2 separate regions of the Danio rerio genome follow, and region 2 is linked to region 1. The links are chromatin contacts, called in public Hi-C maps. All regions are on one chromosome and are shown on one strand. Each heading gives the region's core, a stretch centred on a gene start, on an enhancer-like site or on the middle of the called end of the contact. The rest is flanking DNA. Distances are from core to core; before and after follow the strand shown. Region 1 overlaps caskin1 (CASK interacting protein 1). Region 2 holds the start of crlf3 (cytokine receptor-like factor 3).

Evidence for each region. Hi-C and Micro-C count contacts between places; a contact is called where the count stands out from the background.
Region 2: a Hi-C map of fibroblasts shows a contact between it and region 1, with 4 times the contacts expected there. The contact joins the promoter of crlf3 here to the enhancer-like site in region 1. A contact is called at or near these places in 6 of 18 Hi-C or Micro-C datasets (caudal fin, embryo, fibroblasts and 2 more) and 1 of 4 datasets of contacts at active chromatin or transcription factors (embryo).

What each region holds. Positions count from the first base shown.
Region 1 is chr3:34,516,432-34,519,935 of GRCz12tu, forward strand. It overlaps caskin1 (CASK interacting protein 1), which reads right to left. Exons shown (of 19, transcript XM_073944747.1): 10 at 1,700-1,826. Among named protein-coding and RNA genes, the nearest start is that of traf7, 48 kb to the left of the region's middle. Within about 2 kb of position 1,605, at least 2 of the 62 cell types and tissues checked have an H3K27ac peak or open chromatin away from gene starts, as enhancers often do.
Region 2 is chr3:34,669,187-34,672,690 of GRCz12tu, forward strand. It overlaps crlf3 (cytokine receptor-like factor 3), which reads left to right and starts at 1,857. Exons shown (of 9, transcript NM_001017817.2): 1 at 1,857-1,934.

The sequences.
Region 1 (3,504 bases), core at 355-2,854:
TGCGAGTACCATAAAGGTGTCAGAAAGTTTAACCTGGTCTGACGCTATTGCTGTGTCTTTAATATAATGTAATCACCCCAGGGGTCGCAAAAAAAAAAAAAAAAAAAACGAATAATGGCTTTTTATTTGCAAGTTTTTTTTTAAAATGTTAATTATTAACATGTTAACAATGCTACTAGTAACTACAATTTTGTTCTCTAGTAGGTTATGGATAAAATATGGTCATTCTAATTGTTTAATAAAATGAACTTGATTTACCGAAATCGTCAAGCAACTTCTACCCTAACCCCTACTTTGGGAACCACTGCACTACTACAGGCTCATTCAGAATCAAAGTGCTCAGAACTGTCAGGTTCAAAGAGCCACCCGCAATGAAGGGTTTCAAGGAGTAAAATTTTTACAATATTTACTTTAAACCGATGACAGACAGTCTGGACTGCATAGCAGCTTTCATTGGCCCAAGATGTCCCAAAAGCCAGTGGAGCCAGAAGAGCAACCAGTCAGTTTTTTTTTTTGCTTTATGTCACGTTCAGGAGTATAAAAAAAGCAATGTTGATGTCTCTAAAACCTATCAGTGTGCAAAACTCTTATGCTACAGAACAACAAATATATTTTAAATACATTTGGACTGTAAGGACATATACAGTATGTTAACCCAAAGCTTCTGTAGAATTAATACAATCATGTAACTTTCAAATACCTGAAGTGTTTTGAATTGTGTGAGTCTTGTGTTCCCAAAGACTATAGACTACATAAGATGTTTCACTCGTATAGATTTGAATGGGGAAAAGTGTAACCATCAATGTGGTCGCTCTAGGAAAGGAAGCTATGCCGTCTAATAAAGGAGCCAAACACTGATCAGTATAGAGTGACGATTCTCCGGGAGAGGGGCTCAGTCCAGACATGTGTTTTATGACAGTTTCTGCAGCTTCATTGTTATGAATCCTCCGGAATCTAAGCGAACGCTTGCTTCACAGACATGAGAAATATATCTTCACAAAGCTTGAAATCAACTACACTTGAAAAACAAATGTTTTATTGCTTTGTAATCTTTATGAAACAAACACGAGGTACGCTGTTCCATCTGACCTCTGCTTCCACCAAAATAAAATGCAAATCCCATGACGGCAACTACTTGAACGCCCACAAACTTGTAAAGTAGGCCGCTGTCATTTTGGGAGGAGATTTGCCATCAAAACCAAGCTGGGAATAAATTCAGTAGACCAGCGTGATTGGACACGCCATTATAATTATATAGAGGTATTTCAAAGATGGCCGCCTTGTGAAATAACATGCCTTAAAGGGACTTTGGCGCTTCATTGATACAACATCTGATTCTTTAACTAGCATTGGACTAAAGGCTTTATTTGATTCCAGCTGACCAACAGACCATCTCTTCTGTCAGTGTATAAACGGAAACATGGTCTTTTCTATTTAAAGTACTAATCACCAGCTTCCTTTCTAACTGAGCATTAAGGGATGAGAAAAAAGCTAAAGATGCTCTAAATTTGCCCTGTTTTTGTTGCCACAAAAGCAGATGGCCCTGTCTGGCTCTCAATCCAGTGCACATGAGCAGCACGAACAGCTGGCTGCGAACAGAATCAGGGTCATCGAGTTCAGCAGCATTGCTTATGCATCTGTACGTGTGTACGAGGTCTCAATAAGAGGCAGCACTGACCCGCCTGTTGTCCTCTCTTACCCGCAGCCCCAGGCCTCTTACTGATCACCTCCACCATGCTGGAGGGGAAGTAGCCCACTCTGTCATTGCCTGTGCGGTTATCATGTATGCAGCCTTTCCACCTCCCGTCTGAATGCTGCTCCAGAACCTGCACATGAATCATTAGCATCATCATTCAAAATCAATAAAGGTCATTTACATTCTTCAGACGTGTTTTATACCAAGTCTCAAACTCAATCTGTACAGTTTCGCTCCAATCCTAATCAAACATAGCTGAGCAAACTAATCAATATGTTCAAGACTAGAGACTATAGGTGCGTCCCAAATCGCATGCTTATGCACTATTGTACGCCATTTTGTAGTATAAATAGTGTAAGAACTAAGTGCATTCACACTGAAAACTCTAAAAACAATAAGTGCACTTTAAATACCCAGATGATGCACTTTTTTAACCAGTAAAATGAAGTGTGTAGAGATGGACACTTCACGCAGTCAACTACATCATTTATAATGGATTGTGAAAGCAAAATTCTCCTACGAGAGTGATTATAGCGCCTCCCGATGGTGAATGTGGTTATTCTCATGGCAGGTTTTATTTGGGTGTTTGGCCATTTATTTCACTAATTTGGCAATCAACAAACTTCATCTGGGAAATAGTTAGAATTTCCGCTTGGTAAAAAAGTTAGTGTTCCATTTGGGACGACACTACATATACTCTGCTGTTGAGTGTGTAAGTGCATCGTGCATCGTGCATAAGTGCATGGTGTATAATAAGCCATTTGGGATGCAGCTTATTAAGCAAGTGTGATTTGGAGGTGGTTGGAGTTAAAATCTGCAGAGCTGTGGCCCTCCAGGGATTGAGTTTGAGATCAATGTTTTATACCTTATATAAAGTGCTAAAACGAACATAAAAAGTGCAAACACAAAATTCTGCATCTAAATTGAGGATTTCATTTAAAGGGATAGTTTACACAAAATGAAAATCCCCTCATCAGTTGCTCACATCCCAACTGTTTTTGAATTTGTTTCTTCTTTCGAAGCACAAAACAAGATATTTTGAATAATGTTGGAAAAAAGTGCCACTGACATCTATAGTGGGAACAAAACATACTAAAGATGTCAGGGGCTGCTTTTCCCCAAAATTTTGCAGTATATATTACTTTGTGTTGAACAAAAGAAATTAATGCAAACAGGTTTGGAACAAGTGGAGTATGAGCTAATGATGGCAGAATTTACATTTTGGGGTGAACAATTTATTTAAAGTTTTATTGCTTATGAGGCAGCATTTACTAATGACAAAAATGCCATGTTGCAGTTAAAATGTTTAAAGTTATGCAATTATTTAGCAAAATAAATAACTGTAATATAAAATAATGTATATTTTAAAATGTTTTTGTTTTACTTTCTGTGATGCAAAATCTGTATTCTCTGGACTATCTGTTCTCTGAGTAATGGTGATACTATACTATCATTACTCTGTTTTCAATTATTCTAATGTATGATTTTATGAATAAATAAAAACGGCAACGCGGTGGCACAGTAGGTAGTGCTGTTGCCTCACAGCAAGAAGGCTGCTGGTTCGAGCCTCGGCTGGGTCAGTTGGCATTTCTGTGTGGAGTTTGCATGTTTTGCTCCGGATTCCCCCACAGTCCAAAGAAAATTAATTAATTAAATAATTAAATATATAAATTTATTCTTACTTTAATACTTGTGTTGCTAAATATTTTTGTGCAAACTGTCATATATTTTCACAAAAAAAAAGAACTAGTGTGCATGTGTGTGTGTTTCTTTTTCTTTTACAGTGGTGTTTTAACAAATGTTTAAAA
Region 2 (3,504 bases), core at 607-3,106, 150 kb after region 1:
TCTGCTCGCCATTTGTTAAAAATGTAGCTTTACAATAAAAAGTCATGCGGTATAGGTTAATTGGATAAGCTAATTTGTCTGTAGTGTGGAATGTGAGTGTGTGGTTGAAGCAGGAAGGGCATCCTCTGTGAACTTTTTTGCAGTTATTTGTCTCATTTTCTATTTAATTATATACTGCATTTTAGTAGCATTTCAAGCACTATATTTAGGTGGATGAGCTTGTCGGTGGTCATCATAACCATATACTTTTTAATGTACTGAAATATTTCCTAAAGATTAAGAAATATGAATAAATACTCATTCATTAATTCATTTTATTGTCAGCTTAGTCCCTTTATTAATCCGGGGTCGCCACAGCGGAATGAACCGCCAACTTATCCAGCAAGTTTTTAGGCAGCGGATGCTCTTCCAGCCGTAACCCATCTCTGGGAAACATCCACACACAATTTAGCCTACCCAATTCACCTGTACCACATGTTTTTGGACTGTGGAGGAAACCGGAGCACCCTGAGGAAATGCGAAGGCAGGGAGAACAAGCAAACTCCACACAGAAATGCCAACTGAGCCGAGGTTCGAACGAGCAACCCAGCGACCTTCTTGCAGTGAGGCGACAGCACTACCTACTGCGCCACTGCCGTGCCATGAATAAATACTTATATTTAAAATACAAATTTACCACAACATATATCATTAGAAAAAAAAAGAAATCTGATAAAGTTTTAAAGTATAAACTGTAGTCTATTGTCATTTATTAAGCAAATAACAAGCTGTCAAGCACGTTAAATTTTCCTCAGTCAAAACTTGGCTATTTTATTATATAAAAAATTAAAACATAATAATAATAATAAAAGAGCTTCGTGATTTTTCTAGCCTCTTGTAAAAACAAGTAAATTTGATTGAAAATTTATAGAGAACAACAATATCCCAAGATTTATAAAAAAGTTTAATATGAAATGAAAAATATTTTCACTATTTAAAAACAAAACAGTAGTGAAAGATTATTTCACTTAGGCTACATCCAATTGTGTTTTCTTGCTTGGTCTTAAAGCCTTTTTTGATGGGTTATTTTACAATTTATGATGGTGTAGCAGTCAAAATAGGACAAATAAGCTCATGTATGGGACAAATTCTTGACCTTTGTCATTGAGGGGTGGGTCTTTCGAACCCTCCAAACCCCCCTGGCTACAGGCTAGCTTATTTACTATTTACACTATATATTTCTACATGAATTATGTATACACCCCATTAAGTATGAGTACATTAGGCTACTAACTGATGGTACTATAATTATAAATATAAATATTACTTTAAAAAGCTATAGTTAAGATAAACCTTATTTATTACAAATTAACCATTATTTTGCCCACTAGATATATGGTTTCGTAGTAAAACTGGTTAAATAAATGGTAATCAATCTGCCAAGAAGCATGTTACTACATATTACTATTAAAAAACGTGGTTTATTTTCGTACGAGTAAAAACGCAAAATAAAACACATTAGCCAAATAAACAAACCTGCTTTCATACTTTCTGCTTTCACAGAAGTTTTGTATTCCGCATTTTGATAAAGTTGCCTGTAAATAACTCTGTTGAAAGTGTTGGACTTTGGTACTTCTCCATAATCAATAAATACGCACAAGACAATCAGTTTTACTTTGTGATAAACACAATCTGACGCCAGGGAGCTCTGCATTGACGCCTTCGTGTGCTTTGGGTTTTTAACAAAAGATGAGGCGGGGACAGAAGAAGTTAAATCATCTGATTGGCTAAAACTGACAGTAGACATGAGGAAAACACAGCGATGCGGCCTCTGATTGGATGAGGGGTTTGTATCAAAGTGAAAATATGTGCCTCAAGCCCTTTACTGTTGCCAGGGCGTCAATGGCGGAACTCCGCGGCAGAAGTTAATATGACACAAGACAGGATCGCTTAAGGTACTGTTAAAAAATAACCGCCTATGTTTTTGCTACACTTCATCATTCATTGCTTAAATATTCGGTCTCCAAATAATCATGTGTATGGGTGGAGTTTTAAGAGCTTACATTAAAACTCTGAAGAGTAAAAGTGATGATGAGTGTTGGTGTGGCAATACTCGCTGAAGAGCCTCGTGAACTGCCACTGCTGCTGCTGCTTTATGAGTTTCAAAATAACTACTTATATTTTCATTTTGTGAGCTGTTTTTCAAAACTTATTTTTATATTTGATCTTATACATCTTTACCATCTCTACTACCTTTAATCTCCTTACGTTTGCCTTTTATTTTCATTTGTTTTGGACTTGTTTACACCTCTTGAGTGTTCACGATGCATCAGTTTGGTCCATAGAGAATTGCTGCACGTTTACATAACTGTCCTCTAATACTCTAATGTTTTTATGTAAGAGCATAACTGTAAAGCTGATGGATAAGCAATAGTTCTGGGAGTTTATAAATAATTGTTTCTTTGTTTAAATGCGTTTCAAAGGGGGCCCTTTAAACAGTGGCCCTTATCAGTGAACTGTCACAGATTGTGAAGTAGGACACATGATCAGAGACATCTCAATCTGGAATTCACAACATTGTCTTTTGGCAGCAGTTTTTTTTTTTTTTTTTTTTTTTTGCTATTGAATCTAGGTCATCCACGTCCCTCTGAAAGTTAGCCAGTCCTTTGCCGTTCTCCCTGATGGATTCACTTGTGGGAAACCATTCTGGAGGAGCAATATGTAATCGCTCGTCTTAATGCGCTTTGCCTCGATTGCTAACCTCAGTCTGGATGAGAGCCCTGCTGCTAAATCAGAGGATTAGACTATGATTTTGAAGACACCACTCCCTTTCCCTTGATCATCAAATGGTGAAATCTCCAAAATAAACCGCAGCTGCAGCTCACAACATTTTTTATGCATCTATCATGAGTGTTGAAACTCACAGGCTTGTTGGTGCAGGTCATAGATTTGTTTTTAGGTATGTCTTTCACACATGTATAAATGAAAGGGTGTGCATTCTCTGCTCGGTGCATTGAGGTCATCATCTTTGTGTTAAATGAGGTTAAACTGAATGGCTTGCAGGACAGAGCTGCCGATCCACCTGTACTGTTTTTGTGTTGGCATATAAGCATAAACAAATAGACAACTGTCCTTTCCTGCACAGTGACACTAGTGTTACACATACTCTATTGTACGGAAGTTAAAGGGATAGTTCACACCATAATGAAATTTAACTCACTCTTTATTTGTTACAAACCTGTTTGACTTTCTTTCTTCTGTTGAGCACAAAAGAACATATTGTGATGAAAGCTGAAAGGCTGTACAATCACTTTTATAGTAGAAGAAAGAAATGTTATGGAAGTCAATGTTTCCAGCTTTCTTCAAAATATGTACTTTTGTGTTTAACAGAAGAAAAAAAAAGTCAAATGGCTTTGTATCATGTGAAGAGTGAATAAATGCTGATGACTTTGAACTTTCAGTTTTGCGTGAACTACCCCTTTAAGGTGTAGCTTTAGTTCGCAGGTAGCGCGTAAGTTTCTTCTG